Linked DNA regions of Capra hircus: region 1 is linked to region 2. A link is a contact called in public Hi-C data. All regions are on one chromosome and are shown on one strand. Each heading gives the region's core, a stretch centred on a gene start, on an enhancer-like site or on the middle of the called end of the contact. The rest is flanking DNA. Distances are from core to core; before and after follow the strand shown.

Evidence for each region. A called contact is a pair of places that touch in the nucleus more often than the background predicts.
Region 1: a contact with region 2 is called in a Hi-C map of blood, with 1.9 times the contacts expected there. The contact joins two enhancer-like sites. A contact is called at or near these places in 2 of 5 Hi-C or Micro-C datasets (both in blood).

What each region holds. Positions count from the first base shown.
Region 1 is chr20:2,283,771-2,289,625 of ARS1.2, forward strand. The region is part of intron 2 of LOC106503306 (a long non-coding RNA gene); the gene reads left to right. Among named protein-coding and RNA genes, the nearest start is that of LCP2, 31 kb to the left of the region's middle. Within about 2 kb of position 3,846, at least 1 of the 5 cell types and tissues checked has an H3K27ac peak or open chromatin away from gene starts, as enhancers often do.
Region 2 is chr20:2,236,542-2,241,772 of ARS1.2, forward strand. LCP2 (lymphocyte cytosolic protein 2) reads right to left here. Exons shown (of 21, transcript XM_013972703.2): 4 at 454-519; 5 at 28-59. Among named protein-coding and RNA genes, the nearest start is that of LCP2, 17 kb to the right of the region's middle. Within about 2 kb of position 1,265, at least 2 of the 5 cell types and tissues checked have an H3K27ac peak or open chromatin away from gene starts, as enhancers often do.

The DNA.
Region 1 (5,855 bases), core at 2,596-5,095, 50 kb after region 2:
AGCTGGAACTCTGTCCTCTGTTGTCGGTAACCATGCAAAGTGGCGCAGCTACTTTGGAAACCAGTTTGGTCATTTGTAATAAAGTTAAACATTCACTTACCCTGTGAACTAGCATTACCATTCTGAGGTATTTGCCCTAGAGAAGTGAAATGTACACGAATGTTTACAGCAGCTCTATTCATAATCGTCAAGAAATGAAAATAACCCAAATATCTTCCAACTGGCAAATGGGCACAAGAATGGTGGCACGTTGATACCATGGAAAGCCACTCAGCAACAAAGAACAATGAACTCTTGATCCATGCAACCGTTTGGATGCATCTCAAAGGTATCACTTGGAGTGAAAGAAGTCAGTCTCAGCAGACGACATACCGTGAGACGCCTTACATATAACATTCTGCAGAAGACAAAACCACAGCGGCAGAGAACACAGCAGTGATTGCAGGGCCCAGGGACTCGGGAGAGGATGACTGCCGAGGTTGTTTTGGTAGAAGATGGTTTTTTGTGTTGGAATCTGTTCTGTATCCTGATTGTGGTGGTCGGTTGGTTATACAAACAAACCTCGACATTAAAACTCATAGGATTCTGCACACCAATTTTGCTATATCTTGCTATCTCTTAATTTAAAAAACAAAACTGTTTAAATGCTGGAAGCAGCAGTATACTTTGCAGGTGGTCAGCCATCAAAGATTGCTTTTTTTGTTCAGTTGCTCAGTCATGTCTGACTCTCTTTTGCGACCCCTTGGACTGTAGCCTGCCAGGCTCCTCTGTCCTTGGGATTTTCCAGGTAAGAGTCCTGGAGCGGGTTGCCATTTCCTCCTCCAGGGGTCTTCCTGACCCAGGGATGGAACCCTTGTCTCCTGCGCGGCAGGCAGGTTCTCTGCCACTGGGAACCCTAACATTGGGAATCCACCTGGGAAGGCCTAACATTGGCACAAAATGTCAGATTTGTCATCTTTGCAAAATGTGAAGCAGTTGTTTTGTATATATCTTCCAAAATACACCATATTTGTCTTCAACTCCAAGTTCATTTTATGCGAAATGCAAGTCCAATGTATGCATATGTATTGGGAAATGGAGAGTTTCCCTTCAGTGCGTAAACTTTGTGTCCCTCTTGAAGGGGGTAATGAGAAAAGCGGGAACTGGGGGCTGAGCATGGAGACAAGGTCAGCAGAGGCAGAAGTGGATTATGTTCTCTTTCTATTTACTTATTATTTGTTGCCTTGAAGCCCTAGAAAAGGTGGACAAACAGGCCAGAGAGGCTGGTTCAGACAGTGGGGGGCAGGGGCGCTGCCCACACGAGCCGAGCAAGGTGTTACCACTGCTGAACAGAGACATCATCTTGGAGACCTGCAGGGGCTTTGAGAAATGTCTGCCCAGCAGGCGGACAAATGCATTAATCACCCCAGGCTTACTTCCTTTGTGCACCCAAGAGTTTTCCATGCTTTGGGCATCCCAGGGGGATGGAGAGCAGTCAGAAATAGAACACAATCAAAACTTGGAATACGGACTAGATGGAGCATAGAAGCAATGTCCCTTTCCACGTGTGTCACTTGCAACTAAAGAAAACAAATTTGCAAATTAATTTTGAGATGTATAAAATATATGAATGGATGGATGGATAGAAGGTTGGCTAATTGCTGGACAGATACAGGATAAAAACAAACTTAGGTCCTCAAGAAGATGAAGCGTAAGTCTCCAGTCTGTATGTGTTGGCTATGCATAAGGACTTCCTTCTAATAAGAATATGTGGAAATGTGGGGGAAAGGGCAACTTCCCTCTTTGGAGTAAACATCCTAATAATCGCTGCCTCAGCCAGTGATCAAGACCAACTTCAACAGTGGTAAAGCAGGCGGATAGGACAGTTTATCCCTGTGATGTGATGTGATGTGAATGGCACATTACCTCTGCAGTCTTTCTACCAAAAACTTAAAACCTCAGGCTAGTCACGAGAAAATCTTCATATTCACAATGGGCAAGATATGGAAACGATCTAAGTATTCCTCTACAAATGGGTGGGTAAAAAGACAGGGAATATATAGTGGAATACTACTTTAAACACGAGAAAGAAGGAAATCCTGCTATTTTGCAACAATAGGGATGAATCTTGAGGGCATGACGCTAAAAAATAAGTCAAGCAGAGAAAGATACAGGTGGTATGATATCCTTTATATGTGGAATCTAAGAAGGCTGAACTCATAAAAATAGAAAGTAGAATGGTGAAAGACAGGGAAATGGGAGATGTTGGTCAAAGGTCACCAACTCTCAGTTATAAGATGAATACATTCTGGAGATCTAATATAAAGCATGGCAATAATGGTCAGTAATACTGTATTTCCATACTTGAAAACTGCTAACAGAGTAGATTTTAAATATTCTCACCACAAAAAAAATGATAAGTAAGGAGACAGAGGTGCTAACTAACCCTCCGTAACCCTCCGTGGTGATCATTTCACAGCATGTAAATGTATCAAATCGTCACAGTGTACATCTTAAACTGACACAGCTTTTTATTAAACTTTGGTGGCTCAGAGGTGTAAGTGTCTGCTTGTAATGTAGGAGATAGGGTTCGATCCCTGGGTCGGGAAGATCCCATGAAGAAGGAAATGGCAGCTCACTCCAGTATTCTTACCTGGGAAATCCCATGGACGGAGGAGCCTGGTGGCCTACAGTCCACAGGGTTGCAAAGAGTTGAACACGACTGAGCAACTTCACTTTCATAGCTTATTGACAATGTTGTGATAGTTTCAGGTGGACAGCAAAAGGACTCAGACATATACATGTATCCATTCTCCCCTAAACACTCCTCCCATCCAGGCTGCACACGACACTGGGCAGGACTGCCTGTGCTATGCAGCAGGTCTTTGTTGGTTACCCATTTTAATACAGCAGTGTGTAAATGTCCGTCCCAAACTCCCTAACTATCCCTTCCCCCATCCGTCCCCCCAGGAACCATGTTTGTTCTCTAAGTCTGTGAGTCTGTGTTTCTGTTAAACTTACACACTTTAGTATCTCAATAAAACAGGAAAAAATAAATTATAATTAATTTTTTAAAAAGAAAATTATCAGGCAATTCCCAACTGAGGGACAGTCTGCCAAGTACCTTATCATTATTCCTCAAACTGTCAAGGTCATCACATACAAGGAAAGTCTGAGAAACTGTCACAGCCAAGAGGAACTTAAGGAATTGTCGTTGTTCAGTCACTCAGTCACGTCCAACTCTGCGACCCCATGGACTGCAGCACACCAGGCTTCCCTGTCCTTCACCATCTCCTGGAGTTTGCTCAGATTCATGTCCACTGAGTCCATGATGCCATCCAACCATCTCATTCTCTGTCTTCCCCTTCTTCTCCTGCCTTCAGTCTTTCCCAGCATCAGGGTCTTTTCCAATGAGTCAGTTCTTCGCATCAGGTGGCCAAAGTATTGGAGCTTCAGCTTCAGCATCAGTGCTTCTAATGAATATTCAGGGTTGATTTCCTTCAGAATGGACTGGTTGGATCTCCTTGCAGTCCAAGGGACTCTCAGACGTCTTTTCGAACACTGCAGTTCAAAAGCATCAATTCTTCTGTGCTTAGCTTTCTTTATAGTCCAACTCTCACATTCATACATGACCACTGGAAAAAACATAGCCTTGACTAGACGGACCTTGCACAAACTTAAGGAGAGAGGACAACAAAATGTAATGTGGGTCTTCCTTTGTGATCCAGTGGGTAAGAATCCACCTGGCAATGCAGGGGACACATGTCTGATCCCTGATCTGGGAAGATTTCACATGCTGCGGAGCAACTCAGCCCGTGAGCCCCAACTGCTGAAGCCCCCGCGCCCTAGAGCTGTGCCGCACAACACGAGCAGCCGCTGCAGTGAGAGGCGGAGGCGCTGCAGCTGGAGAGCAGCCCCCACTCCCCACAGCTGCAGAAAAGCCGTATGCAGCAACTCACCGAACAAGACCAGACGCGAGTACCTGCAAACCCAACCCAGCACAGCCAAAAATAAACAAGCAAGCACATGATTTCAAAAACGTAGTGTGATATCCTGAATGAAGTCATAGAGCAGAAAAAAAAAGGATGCCAGCCCAAAACTAAGGAAACCTGAAACAGTGCGCGGCTTCAGCTAATAATGCTGTATCAGTATTAGCTCATTTGCTGTGGCAGCTGCGCTCTGCTAATACACGATGCTCATACACAGAGCAGGCAGTGCAAGGGGCCCCTGAATTGTCATCACAAGCTTTCTCCAAATCTAGGACGCTCTAAATTTGAAGTTTGTTTAAATAAACAACTTAGAAAAATGTTCATGGTAGAAGCTAGGTGGTGAATAATATTGGAGTGCAGGGTGAAATTCTTCCAACTTTATTGTGTGTTTGAAACTACTCCTAATTTTACAAGGTAATGTGTGAGCATTTCGTTTAAACTGCACGATAAGAAGATCTTGAACTGCTTCAAGCAGCTAGTAAGCAAAGCGTCGTAAGTTAAAATGGACTGTTTTAGCACTAATAAGATGTGCAAATTACCTCTGAGGTCTCATCCTCACTTGGAGTGCTGTGTTCATTGCTTTAGATGACTCGATGTAAAGTGATTTATAAAGATATTGATAATGTCCCCATCAACTTTGGTTCCTCCAACCCTGGACCTCCTAGCCTTGAGATTTTAAGATTCTTAACTGCAGCCTCTCCTACATGCCCCACAGTTGGAGAGATGCTCTATATTAACATATTTCCGCAGATGACCTAGTATCCTACTTCACAGACAAAAACAGGTATCAGGTATAGCTCCCCACTTCCTGTCCTCCTACCTACAAACTTATTTATAACCTTCCCACCCTCGCCCCTTCCTTCCAGTCTTGAGAGCTGGTTAGGGTTGACTCCTCCCTCTGCCCTCCACCCTCCCCTTCCTAATTCTTCCACAACAGTCACATTTTCCATCCATGATTTTATTGTTTTCCTAAATCTTCCATATCCTCTCCATCGACTCTTCTTCACAGACCTCCCTCCAAGTCTGTGAATTTCATCTTTAAACAGTGAACTGAGTTCTCTAGAGGCAAAATGAATCAAATGCAAAAAAATCTTTCCCCTGCGTCTGTTCCTCTATTTTTCTCATAGTCGGGGCTCTCAGGAGGACGCTGTCCACACTTGCCGTCTGCACACACGTTCATCCCCAGTGCCCGACTCTCACGAAGCCTTCCGCCCAGCTCACTGGTGGTTTCCCCAAGTTCCACCCAAGCAACCTGCAGGTGACCCCCGGGACTTAGTGCCCAGACGGCGTTCTCCAGCCCCTCCTTTGTGGCTAATCCTTCTCAGCATCTCTAGCTGGTTCCTCTTTCTCTGGTCACCCTGATAAATATCAGAGCTCCGTCTTGACCTTCTTATCATGCCTTAACACACTCTTCCTGCATGATCCAACTCCTCTGAAGGTCTCCATCTCTCAGATGACACCCATCTGCACTTTCCCACATGATACGGGGGCTGACGTGCAGCTTCTTCTGAGGACCTACCATATGCCAGCACTGCTTAAGCACTTTCCATACCTTGTCTCATCGGATCTTTTCAACAAGCGTAGGAGGGTGGTGCTGTGCTCATCATTCCACTTTATGGAACACAGAGAGATCCAACAGCTTGCCCAAGTTCACACAGCCTTGAACCCCACCTATGCCGCAACCACCGCACTGCTCTCCTTCAGAACACCTCCTCCTAGAGAGCCTTCATTTGCCCCAAAGTCAACATGTCCCAAATGGAAATCATACTCTTTCCCCACCTTGCACTTTTAGAGGAAGCTCCAGACTTGCTTTTACAATTGGGCAGAGAGGAACTCTTTAAAAAAAAAAAAAAAGGAAAGCAAATGAAAATAGTGATTACAAACTGA
Region 2 (5,231 bases), core at 15-2,514:
ACCGTTCTCAACCCCAGAGACCTTTACCTGTCTCCTCCGGAAACCGCTGGACTTGGGGTCTGCAAAGGCAAGCAACATGGCATTAACAGTCCTACTGACTTGGGGAGATATCCCTCTTAGTCCAGCCCTGCAAGAGGAGCCCCCAGGGGAGGGTATGTCTCACTACCCAGGACTCCTGTCCTTGTTGCTTTGAAACTCGGGCCAGGCTACCTGAAAATTCTGGAAACCACTGAAATCACATTGGTGGTACAACTGGGAGCTCATGACTGCCTGCCTTTCTAGGGGAACCTCCCCTGATGCAGGGGCAGGATGCAGGACAGAGAGGGGGAGCCCCTGGACTGGAGGCTTACTGCAGATCAAAAATGAGGGCAAAACCACTCCCATTTAGACTTGAGTCTGAAAATTTTTTGCATCTCATTAAAGTGACCCTGGGCACTTGGCTGCCCCACTCACTTGCGTGTGAAAATGCTCCTTCTCTCTTCATTCTTGTTGATTTCTTGACTTAACTTACTCAGAATCCTACAAGACAAAGGGACAGGTGAGATGATAAAAGCATTCTCTCCCTCCACCTTCAGCCTTCCTTCCCTGGGTCCTGAAGACCCCCGGTCTGTGTGACCTCAGGCACTTGGGCCAGTCCTAGCCGGCCTCTTCCTTTGGCTCCAGCTGGCCCTCTCCCTCTTCTCCTCACTCTCCACCCCCTTGCTCCTGCCCAGGAAGCTCTCTGCATAGGCTCAGCCTCCTGGCTCTAGCTCAGAGTCCCTCCGTGGGGACTGGCCAGCTCACACCGGCTCCTCCTTCTCTGAAATCCAGCAACCTTCAGATCAGGACATGACCGCAGTGTATTTTATTGTGCTGGTATCCGCAATGCTGAGCTCCCCTGATTTGGTTTGACATCCCTCTAGCGATGTCTAACAAGAATCTTCAATCCACCTCTGAGACCTGGAGGAATCGGCCGCTCGTTGCAGAACTCTTGACAAGAGCTTCAGTGCGCTTTCTGGGCCTGAAATCTCCTTCCGTCCTCCGCTCCCTCCTTGGTGACATGAATTCTTACAAACACTTGGTGAAGTATTCCCCATCTAGGCACAGCCTGCAAAGTGGGAGACTCCCTGACTCACCCATGCCCAGAGGCCTTGGCCAGGATCCTCTCATTCCTTGGATGTTGTAAACTAGCAAATCTCTAAACCCCAGGGCAGGAAGGGCAGAGTGGGACGGCAGCTCTGGCAGGCACGCCCTCTGCAGTAAACTCCAGCCTCCCTTAGCACCACTGAGGAGACCCAGGGTCTATCAGCTGACAGGCTCGTGTTCCCATGAGATCTGGGGCAGCTGGAGGAGGCTCAGAGGTGGTCTCGCCCTGCGTTATTTCACACGTGGGGCCACAGGCGCCCAGAGAGGAAGAGACAGCTGCACAGCGGCCCCTCCCCCAGCGATGCACAGCAGCCTCAGAAGCCAGGCCCCCTCATTTCCAGAGCCGCACACTGTCAGCACACCAAATCAACACCCCTGATGCCAGAAGCCCCTTGGGAATAGCTCTATGGAGCCCGCTGCCCTCTGGGAAGGGCCCAGGGTCTACCTTCCTTCTGCTGCAGTGACTGCAGCGAGATCACAAGTTTGGTCTAAAACAAAATTGCTAAGTTAGCAAAGTAGTCTTGGCCCCCACCACGTCTTGCTTCCCTCATCATCCCCCAGGCCCCCAATCCCCACCCCCCCCCCCACTTCTCCACGTTCCCCGGGAACCTGCTCAGAACCTCTCAGCTCATTCGAGTGAGAGGATGTGCTGTGCTGTGCTTAAGTCGCTCAGTCGTGTCCAACTCTTCGCAACCCCATGGACTGTAGCCCACCAGGCTCCTCTGTCCACGGGGACTCTCCAGGCAAGAATACTGGAGTGGATTGCCATACCCTCCTCCAGGGAATCTTCCCGACCCAGGGATGGAGCCCAGATCTCCCACACGGCAGGCGGATTCTTTACCATCTGAGCCAGCAGGGAAGCCCGAGAGACAGGATGAACAAACTTAATAAACGAGCGGGGCCGTCAGGGGAGAGAGAGAGGAGCCTGTAACCCTTCCTCCGGTGTCACTGCTGGGGTGTCACACGCCACAGGGAGATGCTTTAAAGCGGGGGTGGGGAGCTTCCCAGTGGAAGCTCCAATCACACCGTCAGATTGCTGGTTTCTGGTTCCTCTGTTTCCTTTAAGCGGCTGTTCAAGAGGCTGATGAGCGTCCCTCTGCTCCCTCCTCTGACAGAGCGTAAGTCAGGGCACCGTCACCCCCATCCAGTCATACCTTCACTCAGCAGTGCGCACTCCAGGCTACCTAAGCGCCAGGAGCCCTGCTGGGGTTCAGGGCACCTCGGTGAACAAAACAAAGATCTCTGCTCTCGAGGAGCTTACTTGCTAGTGGAGACAAACAGATGACAAATAGTGAACACGGGAGGAAGTGAAATTCAAGGTGAGAGCTGTGTGGACACGCAGGCAGCAGAGGTGCGGGCTGGGCGAGGGGGGCAGGAGCGGGGTGCGGTTACAATTGAAAAACCACCCAGGGGGCCTCTGGGAGGAGGTGACATCTCTACAGGACCTGAAGTAGGGGGTGCTGGGGAGCAGGTCCCCGCACAGCGAGGGCGGTGAGGGAGGGCATGGGGAGAAGCGGGGTGGCCCTGACGGGCTGGCACAGTGGCTTTGATCCTGAAAAGACCTGCTGCTCTCGGCAACTCCTTGGGGCATCTTCAGCAGCCGGGCGGGAGGCTGCTGGGGCTCTAACTGGCGAAGGAAGGAAATAGCAAACCACAGCCCCACAGAGGAGCAGTGTGAGCTGAGACCAGCAGGGCCGGAGAGGGGCCGGCAGCCCAGCTGTGGCAGACGTGGGGCCCCGGGCCCCCTGCTTTGAGGCCTCAGAGCACCGCCTCCCCGCAGCTGGGGCCGCTGGCTGTGGGGGCGCATGCGCAGGGCGGCGGTGCTGGGGATCAGAGCACGAGGTTCTTGCACCTCTGCCTGCAAACTCTCGTGGCTGTCCCCCACTCACTCCCACGCCCCCAGAGGACCAAGCGACAGTGAGCGGCCGGAGGTGACTCATTCTCCCTCCTTCCCACAAACCCCAGGCCGCACTCAGACCCAGGAGAGACCGACGCCCTCGGGTAGACACCACTCTCTCTACTTGTCTTCAGCCGCAGAAGCGGAGCGGACCTTTCCGCAGGAAGCCAGGCTGTGGCAGCCGAGACCCCTAGCTCGCTGTGTGATGGGGGTGGGCCTCTGACTTCTCAGGTGGAGGCCTCCTCCGATCATGCTGGACGGTACAGAGGTTGGGAGGGGGGTCCTGCTGAGTGTGACTGCAGCCTCCTGTCCCTGGACAGTGCCCACAGCCTGACCTCAGGCCGGGTATTGCCCTTCCTGGTCCTCCCTGCCTCATCAGCGAAACAGGAGGGTTGGCCCTGCTGGAGAATCCCTGACCGCCGGACCATGGCCACAAACACTGATGGCCAGGCCCACTGGAGACTTAACCCATCAGAGCGTCCAGGAGAGGCTGGGAGCCGCTGGACGCAGTCACAACAAGTGCCCCAGAGACATGGGTGGGTCCTATGGGCTGAAAGCTTGTGAAATCACTCCTGTGATCTGGTCTTCTTGGACTTGCTTTCGAAAGAATCGAAACGGAGGAAGCGGAGTGAGGTGGGGGAGCGGAAGCAGGACTCAGGGTCTCTGCATGTTGTGACCCCTGTAGGGCTCTCCCGGGACACGTGGGGCTCCCTTTCCATGGCCCTTGTGTTTTGGCAACAGGGGTGGAGGCTCACAAGGGCGTCTTGAAATCAACTTTGCTGGTCACACAGAAGTAAGAAGGAAACTGGGAAAGAAAGGCAGGCAGGGAGGAAGGGAGGATGAAGGCAGAGCAGCGTGGAAAGTGTCAGAGCCCACAGTGCAAGTAAGCGTCAGTGTTATTTCCGAACACTCTGCTCTGCTCCCTGTGTGGTCGTATGTCTCGTGCACAGCTGAAATGTTCTTCTTGCCGAAGGTCACATAGTGTGAGCTGTAGATGAGTTTCCCTGTCTCCTAGAGGGCTTGGGGGGACGGGGAGCTGCTTCCTTGACCTTAGTTTCAGAGGCACACTGGCCTGCCCCTCGCCCGGAGGCCCTCCTCCACCCCTCACCCCCTCCCTGCTCTCTGACACTACCCTGACCCCTGTCCCACCTCCCAGCCCATGTTCTTACACCCAATCTGGCTTTCACTTGCATTTCACCTTTCTTTAAAGGAACAAAATTCCTCCTTAAAGGCAAGTCTTCTGTGAACCAAGAGTCAAACCTTCCAAAATTCTCTCCTGTCACCTGAGGAGCCAGGGAGAAGCCAGGACATCGCTCTCAAGACTCAGGCCTCCAGGGGCAACCGGGCACATGAGCAGGAAGCAAGAATCTGAGGGTCTCCCACTTCTCAGCCATGCCCTCCCCCTGACAGATTTACAAGTTACTTGTGCTCCAGTCGTTTTGTGTGGTAGCCAGGAAGAGCTATCCTGTTTACCAGCAAGGACAGCAGGGTGCTGGGGGAGGTGTTTGCCAAAGGCCCCATGAGGGTTTTTCGCATGGAGCTGAGTGGAAGTTAAGTGCCCTGGGCTCCCACTGAGAAGGAGGAGCACGGCAGTCAGTGGGATGGAGGCACTTTCCGTGCAGGGAGGACGGGGCACCTGGACAGGGCTTTGGCCAATGAATGAGATAGGGGAGCCACACATCGGAGAGGGGCCTGGCACTGTCCCCAGTCTGCTGGGAGCTGAGCGCGTGTCATGAACACAGTGCTGAGTTCAGCTCTGCGCCCTCCCTCCATCCTGCCCACCATCCTTTGCTGTCTTTATATCTTAGGTAGGCGCTGAGCAGATGAGACAGGGAGCTGTCTCTGAGGTTAGGAGACGACGCCTTTTCAGAAGACAGACAAATCAACAGGCACGACTGCCTTGTCTCTCTAACTGGATCTTAGCTTTTTCCATCCTAATTCCACTATGGATGATGGGGACAGTGATCACTGATGTTATAAAGAGAATCATCCAATACCTATCTTTTGCCTATATTACCACCACATCCCTGCCCTCTTCTTCCATTTTTTTTTAAGTTACACTGTATTATTTTAAACATAAAATTTATAGCATTGGACTTCCCTGGTGGTACACTGGATAAGAGTCTGCCTGCCAATGCAGGGGACGTGGGTTCAATCCCTGCTCTGGGAGGATCCCACATGCTGTGGGCAGCTTAATCTCATGCACCGT